Linked DNA regions of Mus musculus: region 2 is linked to region 1. The links are chromatin contacts, called in public HiChIP or PLAC-seq maps. All regions are on one chromosome and are shown on one strand. Each heading gives the region's core, a stretch centred on a gene start, on an enhancer-like site or on the middle of the called end of the contact. The rest is flanking DNA. Distances are from core to core; before and after follow the strand shown.

Region 1 (3,668 bases), core at 841-3,340:
AAAGCAGACAGAAAGCTGGAACATTTATATGAGACAGACTGATAGGGAACGCCCCACATCTCAGGAACAGAAACCTTTCAGGCGCAGACAAGACAAAGTTGTCATAGTGTCCCTATTTTCCAAGTAGCTTAATATGGTTGTCCATCTAGAGATGCTGTTTGTATAATCTACACGTCAGGTTCAGAGTCTGCATCTGAAGGGATCTTCAGTTGTACTCAAAGCTCATTTATGTCTTCCCTTAAACTTGACTTTCTTAAAAAAAAAAAAAAGTTTTGTGTGTATGTATGCGTGTGTGCATGTGTGTGTGTGTTATCCTCAAGTAAGGGGGGTACATGTGCTTGTGTGTAAACATTCAGAAACCAGAGAACACTAGGTACCCTGCTATACCCACCTTGACCCTTTGAAAAAGAAATCTCACTGAAAATGGAGTGAGGTTGGCAGCCAGTAAGTCCAGCAACCCTTCTCTTTTTGTCCTTAGAGCAATAGAGTTACAGGGGCATGACACCATGCCTAGACTTTTTTGGAGTGCTGGGATTCAAACTTAGGTCTACATGCTTGTACAGCAAGCTCTCTTAACCAATAACCCATCTTCTAAGCCCTCAGTCATAAAGAACCATCTGCCTGTTCCTTCTATATACTTTGCATATTCTTTGCTTAGGTTATTTCCCTCCCTTCCTTTGTGATCTTTGGCTGTCAGTGCCAGCAAATCTAACTTATAAAGCCACTCCCCCAGATTGCTGATTGCAAGAAATCTTGAGCTTCCTTACCTAAAACATCCACTTTGAAAGGGAATGCCAAGATACATTGGAGTTATATTCAAAGAAAATTTGAAGGTAACATATTTACATTAAATACAGTATCAAAACAGTGGCTTGATTTCTAGGAAATGCCCTAAAATATTAAACCATTGAGGCAAAACGAATGTCATTAGGAATCACAGACTTGCTCAGATATTGATTTTAAAAAGAACAAGAAAGCAACAAAATAGTCTGGGAACAAGTTTGTCTTTCTAGAGTGTAGATTAATATTTTATGTAAAAAAATACAATATTGGAAAAAACTATCAGGGTTGGTTAGGAAGAGATGCTGGCCAGAGATCTTTTCAGATACATAGGATGTAACTGTACTGGGCTTTCCTCACTACCAGAAGCTACTATGTTTGACTTTTCCTGGAGATTCAAGTCTTTCTTCCTCTTCACACAGAGGCACCACTAGCTCTATCTAACCTTGGGTTTTACAGACACCCAGAGAGTGATGGAAGGTTACCGTGGGGTGGGAGGAGAAAGTAAGAAGACAGAGAAAGTGAAGTGGGAGTCAGGGAGAAGATGGCTTAGATAAGAGTACTTTTTGCTCGTGAGAAGGACCCCAGTTCAATTCCCAGCACCCACATGGTGGCTCACAACCAACTCCCAAGCACCCACGTGTCACAAATTCATACACATGACATAAATCTTAAAGAGAAAAAAATGAAAAAGAACTTGGGAAAATGAAAGATCTGAGAGATCTTCCCCGACTAAGTCTAGAAAGGAAGAGAGAAAAGAATCTCAGATAATATGAGGGTGTGTTCAGGAGGGGAGAGAAGTGAAGTGGGGAGGGGCTAGCTTAGGGTGTGTTCGGGAAGGGAGGGAAGTGGACCATAAGGAAGGGAAGCAGGGGAATGGGGGCAAGCTCAGCAAATGCACAGGAAGGTGAAGCCAAGAGACCCTCCCTTGTCCCAGTCTGGGCTCAAGGGCACCAGTCTCTTCAGAGAGCAAGAACTGAAGGACATGCACAGGCAGGGGTGGCCCTGGTTTTCAACCCTAAGGGAATTATTACGAAATACAATTTCATAGGTAAGTTGGCGACTTCCTGTGGTTTGGTATTGTTTATTAAGTGTTCGTATTTCTCAAGTCAATTATAGGCTTTTCAGGAGTGAAGATTCAAACATCATCTATCCCTGTAACTTATGCTCCATAAATGCCTTTATTTATTTATAGCTTTCCTGGGTATGATATAAAACAAGTATTTTCTTGTGCCACTGGTTAGTTGAGAATCTAAGCTTCCAGCTCAGGGAGAGTTGAGTCACCAAACCACAAGCATTCTGTCCCAAGAAAGTATTTATTTTGTTTAACAGGACTGTAAATTAGGGAGTGTTATCTCCTCTGCACGATGGGCTATGAGTCAACTGTCTGCGTACATGGCAGGATCTTATTTCTAAACTGGAGATAAAGGCAGGAGCTTTTACAGGGTTTGAATGTGAAAATCTAGCACAAACTAGCAGAACAGCTCTGATTGATTTCATTTTCCTCAGTACAGCTATTTCCACACTGATTTTGGAACAAAAATGTTTAAATATAGCCAAAGCTTCAAAAAGAAAATAAGCCTTCTCTTCTCTTCTCTTCTCTTCTCTCTTCTCCTCTCTCTCTTCTCCTCTCTCTCTCTTCTCCTCTCTCTCTTCTCCTCTCTCTTCTCCTCTCTCTCTTCTCTCCCCTCTCCCTTCCCTCTCCCCTCTCTCTCCCCTCTCTCTCCCCTCTCTCTTCCCTCTCTTCCCTCTCTCCCCCCTCTCCCCCCTCCTCCCCTCTCCCCTCCCTCTCCCCTCTCTCTCCCCTCTCTCTCCCCTCTCTCCCCCCTCTCCCCCTCCCCCCTCTCCCTCCCTCTTTCCTCTCCTCTCCTCTCCTCTCCTCTCCTCTCCTCTCCTCTCCTCTCCTCTCCTCTCCTCTCCTCTCCTCTCCTCTCCTCTCCTCTCCTCTCCTCTCCTCTCTTCTTTTCTTTTCTTTTCTTTTCTTTTCTTTTCTTTTTGAGATTGGGTCTCATATAGTTCAGGCTAGCTTTGAGCTCACTCTGTGGCTGGGGCTGGATTTGAAAGTCTGATCTTCTTGCCTCTACCTCCCAGGTAGTAGAACTGTAGACATATGCCAGCACCCTTTGCTTAAACTTGTTTTCTATGAATAAGGTAACACTAAGCATATAAAATGCTTCTAAAACAAGCAATTCATAACATTAAAAAGGAAACAAATTGCATTACCATTTTTCATTTGACATATTGCTTGGTGTTCATGACCACATGGGCATTTGCCAGCTGTCTTGACTAATTACTGAAAAGAGTAGACATAATTTTAGTTGTAAGGTTAATTTCCTAATCTATCATCTTTTCTTCCCTCTAATAGAAGAAAACATGTAGGCTCCCTCTTTTAGAAATACTGAAGGAGAAGCCTTTTCTCTTTTCACCAAATCAAAGAGAAGGAAGACAAAGAGAAGAGCTAGAGCTGGAGAGCTGGTAGGCTGGCAAGCTCTAGCCGGAGAGCTGCCGGAGAGCCAGAGAGCCAGAGAGCCAGAGACTTCGACAGCTGAACAGCTGGCTCGATACTTAAGAGCAGTTGCTCTTGCAGAGGCCTGAGCTTTGGCTTGCAGCACCCACACTGGTCACTCGAAACTACCTGTAACTCCAGTTCCAGTGTATTTGATTCCCCTCTGGCCTCCATGGGCACATGCGCTCATACCTGCTCATACCCACACATAGACACACACATACATGTAATTAAATTTTAAAACACATTAAAGAGAGGCAGGGGATAGGCAGTGATTTTGCACATTGCTCCTGTCTAATGTCTGCGGTGCTGCGGAGGGCTGCTAATGGCCGCAACGCTTTAAGTAAGCGATTTGTCTGTACTTACTAAGTGCCAGTATGCA
Region 2 (3,733 bases), core at 310-2,809, 110 kb before region 1:
ATGTGTATGTGGTGTGTGTGTGTGTGTGTGTGTGTGTATGTGGTGTGTGTATATGTGTGTGTATGTACAACTGTGCCTCCCTTCTACTTCCTCTAATACCAAACCTCAGTTGCTACAAGGAAAAAAAAGACTCTGCCAAGAAATACAACTAAAAATGACTAAAAATCGAAAGATATAAAAGCCCAACATCCTATTGAAGGAAACTGATATGAAGCAAGCAGTGCGGGTAAGAAGGAAGGAAAACAGGCTCCGAGAATTATGTGCTGTGCTAACTCAGCCTACATCAACATCTACCCAGCATCCTCCAGCTTCCTCTGCTAGGTAGATGACTGAAGAGCAAGGATACCTGGTGACTGTTTCTCCAAGACTGAATGGCTCACTACAACTTTTTCAGACAATAATAAGCATGATCTGAAATTACTGCAAAGCCAGCACATTGTTTCCGGTGGCCTCTGCCCTATGTTCAGACAACTCCTGGTTCTGGTAGACGGCCAGCTGTGATCATACCATGTGAACATACCATGTTAGGGCTAATGATGTAATTAATACAGCCTAGTGACAAGTGACAACCTACGCAATGATGTAGTGACTAACAACACAAGTGTGTTCACTGTAGACATGTCAGACTCGCCAGGGTCTTGGGGGAGGCCTCGAGAAATGCATTAGGGCTGAGGCCAGCCAGATTCAGTAGGCTAACACCAACTGCTTTCAATAGAACCAACATCTGCTTTCTTCCTGTCCTTTTAATAACATTACCACTTAGAAGAAATCAGCAGGGTCACGTGCTGGATCATGAGAACAGTTCCCTATGGCAGAGATCTGGTGTCCGTTCTGATTCCTGGGGAGCCATACACTTCAATCATACCCACTGGGGAACTGACCCTAGGATGGCCACACCATAGCAGCACAGTCACCTCTCTACTTAAGGCATGTACTAATGACCCACGCCACGGAAGCAAAGTCAGACCTGGAACCTGAGCATGCAGTGAGTCGGGAGAACGAGAGTCAGCCACGGCTGTGGGCCACGGGTAAAGAGGTCCACCTCTGGGAGAGCCCTGGGAACAAGCCCAGCAAACCATTTTTGCTTGATTGGCCTTGTCACTGTTACTGCTTCCAGACAGGACCCGACTATGTCACCCAGGCTGGCCTTGAACTCAGTCTTTCTGTTTCCACCTCTTCAGTGCTGAGAGCACAGGTCTATGCTACTGTGCCTGGCCAGAAACAAAATCTTCTCTAGGCCTTTTTATTGTGCAGCCAATAAGTTCTGTTTCTATCTCTTAGGCTGGTATGCCTGATCAGTCACTTCCGCCTCAGAGTCACATCTCGGTAAAGACTTGGCATTGGTGAAAACACGGAGTGGAGTGCCATACTCTCAGCACGGAAGGCTGGGGTAAGCAGATGCCAAGGTCAGGTAAGCTGACCACTCCAGGTAGTCTAAACAGTGGTTTTTATGTCAACATACTAGTGAGGGAGCACTGGCAGCCATAGCACTACAGGAGAGCCTACTGGGACTTTCTCCCAACCTCAAAGTCAATGCCAGCTTACTAACAATCCATCCATTCAGACAAAGGGCCACAGGGCTGCATATTTCCACCATGACACCAAGAGCCTGCTCCAATGGGGGGAAAAGGTTACATCAGAATATTTTTAGGCCAGCCATGAAAGTGTCACAGCTGTAAATACAAAGGGGCTGAATTAATGTTTACCCGTGAGATATTTACTGAGGGCTGACTCTGCATCACAGACTACTAATTTAACAGAAACCCGAGTGAAACCCAAGCTTCACCTCCTGGTGGGATTGCTTCACTTACACGCCACTCAGTACATTGATTGACTGTGTCTTCACTCCGTAGCCGGTCTCCTTCAAATTGGCAACAATTCCCAACACATCAATACTGGAACCTTTGGAGCCAAAGTTCTTCTCACTGTACATTATCATGTGCGCATTTGAAAAATCCTATTAAGAATGAGAGATTCAAGTGTAAAGGGTAGCCGCTCATCATCCCGAAAGGACCTCACGTTGGCTGTTAGCTTCTCCTTAACTTACACTTAATATAGGCCGCAGAGACTGGAGCTCTCCATTGTAGCCTCCCCAGGCGTTCCAGTCCCTGTATTCTCCCTCCTCCAGCAAATACTGGTGGCCAGTGAAGCCACACTTCTCATAAGCAACCCAGCTACGAGAGAAAGAGCAAGCGGCCAGTCAGACATTCGCAATGCTTCCCATGTGCCCCATGTACTGACAAACACAAATATAATATTTGGTGTGAATTTGTGAAATTCTCCAAGTTTAGAAAGGACAGCATACAAATTTATGTGCTTTTGTTAGAATTGTTTAATGTTTAAGAGAATTTGTTCAGAGAGAAACCTCAGAAAAAAAACCTAAGAAACATGTTAGAGTTCTGTAAAGGAGTGTAGTTGTATGTATCTGTGAGTATGTGTGTGTGTGTGTGTGTGTGTGTGTGCGCGCGCGCGCGTGCGAGCGCGCAAGCTTTTGAGTGTGGTGTATATGTATGTGTGTGCATTTGGATGTGTGGTTGTGTATGTAATTAAAATGAAGGGCTAGAGAGATGGCTCAGCAGTTAAGAGCACTTGTTTCTCTTGCAGAGGATCTCAGTAACCCACATAACAGCTAAAACTGTGACTCCAGTTCCAGAGGCTCTGACGCCATCTTTTAGACTCCTCAGACACTGCACAGATGTGGTGCACAGACATACATGCAGGTGAGACACTCATACACATAAAATAAAGATAAATAGTTAGAAATCTACACTTTTGCCTACTTACAAGACTGTTTCAGTATATGCTTTTACTAGAAATGTGCAAGATCTATAAAGTTCAAAAAGATCATGAAAATTAGAAAGAAAATTAATAAATGATTCATTAGATTGGAACATGACACTTTAAAAATCAATCTGTACAGCTCTGTATGAGCTCCACACCAGACCCCCCTATAGTGTCCCTTCAGCCACTGGCACAAGTCCAGCTCAGCAGACCCTGCTGGGGATGACGTCATACAGACCCAGCATGTATGACAACAGCCTGGGGTTCAGTCTCCATGACTCCCTACTCTCCACAAAATATCACCAGACTATAATCAGGAATGTGTCTTTGGGGAAAAGAGGGCACATTTCTTATTTCATCAGGGAACAAGAGAAATCTTACCATTACCCTTGTACTTACACGCCTCTTAGGACTTTCATAGACCCCACGGATGTAAAGGGCAAGTTGTTGTTTCCAGTTGTTTCTTCTGTCTCACCTCCTTCCATGATAAAACTACTCATTTCTGTTTCTAGCTCCATACACCTTCCTTCAAAGGAAGGCTTTTCATAAATAACTACCTGCAATAGAAGGGAGATATGCCAATAATTTGGAGAAGTTAAATAGCTAAAAAAAAAAATAGCTAAACATTGACCCTGTCATTCAATAGCACTTACTTGGGCTAGGGGTGTGGTTCTTGTCCAGCATGTGTGAGACCCTGGCTTCCAGCCCCCACAAGACATAGCCAGAAAAACAAAACAAACAAAAAACCCCAAGCTGGACATAGTGGTATAGCCTACAATCCCAGGACTCAAGAGGATGAGGAAGAAAGATTCCAAGTCCACGGCAGCCATGGGCTACATAATAAAGGCTGCTTTGGCTCAGCAAAAACAGGACCAACAAGATGGCTCAGCAGGTAAAGGCTGAGTACAATTCTCCAGACTCACATGTGCCTATATGCCAACACACACACAAA

Evidence for each region. HiChIP or PLAC-seq counts read pairs in DNA pulled down with a chosen protein or histone mark.
Region 2: a contact with region 1 is called in an HNF4G HiChIP or PLAC-seq map of pancreatic cancer cells. The contact joins two enhancer-like sites. A contact is called at or near these places in 1 of 15 datasets of contacts at CTCF or cohesin (the NIH/3T3 cell line), 16 of 484 Hi-C or Micro-C datasets (B cells, the C2C12 cell line, CD8 T cells and 8 more) and 4 of 115 datasets of contacts at active chromatin or transcription factors (CD8 T cells, embryonic fibroblasts, embryonic stem cells and 1 more).

The regions. Positions count from the first base shown.
Region 1 is chr10:44,077,216-44,080,883 of GRCm38.p6, forward strand. All of the region lies in intron 1 of Crybg1 (crystallin beta-gamma domain containing 1), which reads right to left. Among named protein-coding and RNA genes, the nearest start is that of Crybg1, 70 kb to the right of the region's middle. Within about 2 kb of position 2,091, at least 62 of the 459 cell types and tissues checked have an H3K27ac peak or open chromatin away from gene starts, as enhancers often do. A contact at or near this core is called in pancreatic cancer cells, where this site is marked.
Region 2 is chr10:43,971,847-43,975,579 of GRCm38.p6, forward strand. It overlaps Crybg1 (crystallin beta-gamma domain containing 1), which reads right to left. Exons shown (of 22, transcript NM_001368305.1): 11 at 3,181-3,338; 12 at 2,048-2,174; 13 at 1,812-1,957. It overlaps Gm40636 (a long non-coding RNA gene), which reads left to right. Exons shown (of 5, transcript XR_871622.3): 2 at 1,282-1,390; 3 at 2,605-2,720. Among named protein-coding and RNA genes, the nearest start is that of Gm40636, 5.4 kb to the left of the region's middle. Within about 2 kb of position 1,560, at least 22 of the 459 cell types and tissues checked have an H3K27ac peak or open chromatin away from gene starts, as enhancers often do. A contact at or near this core is called in pancreatic cancer cells, where this site is marked.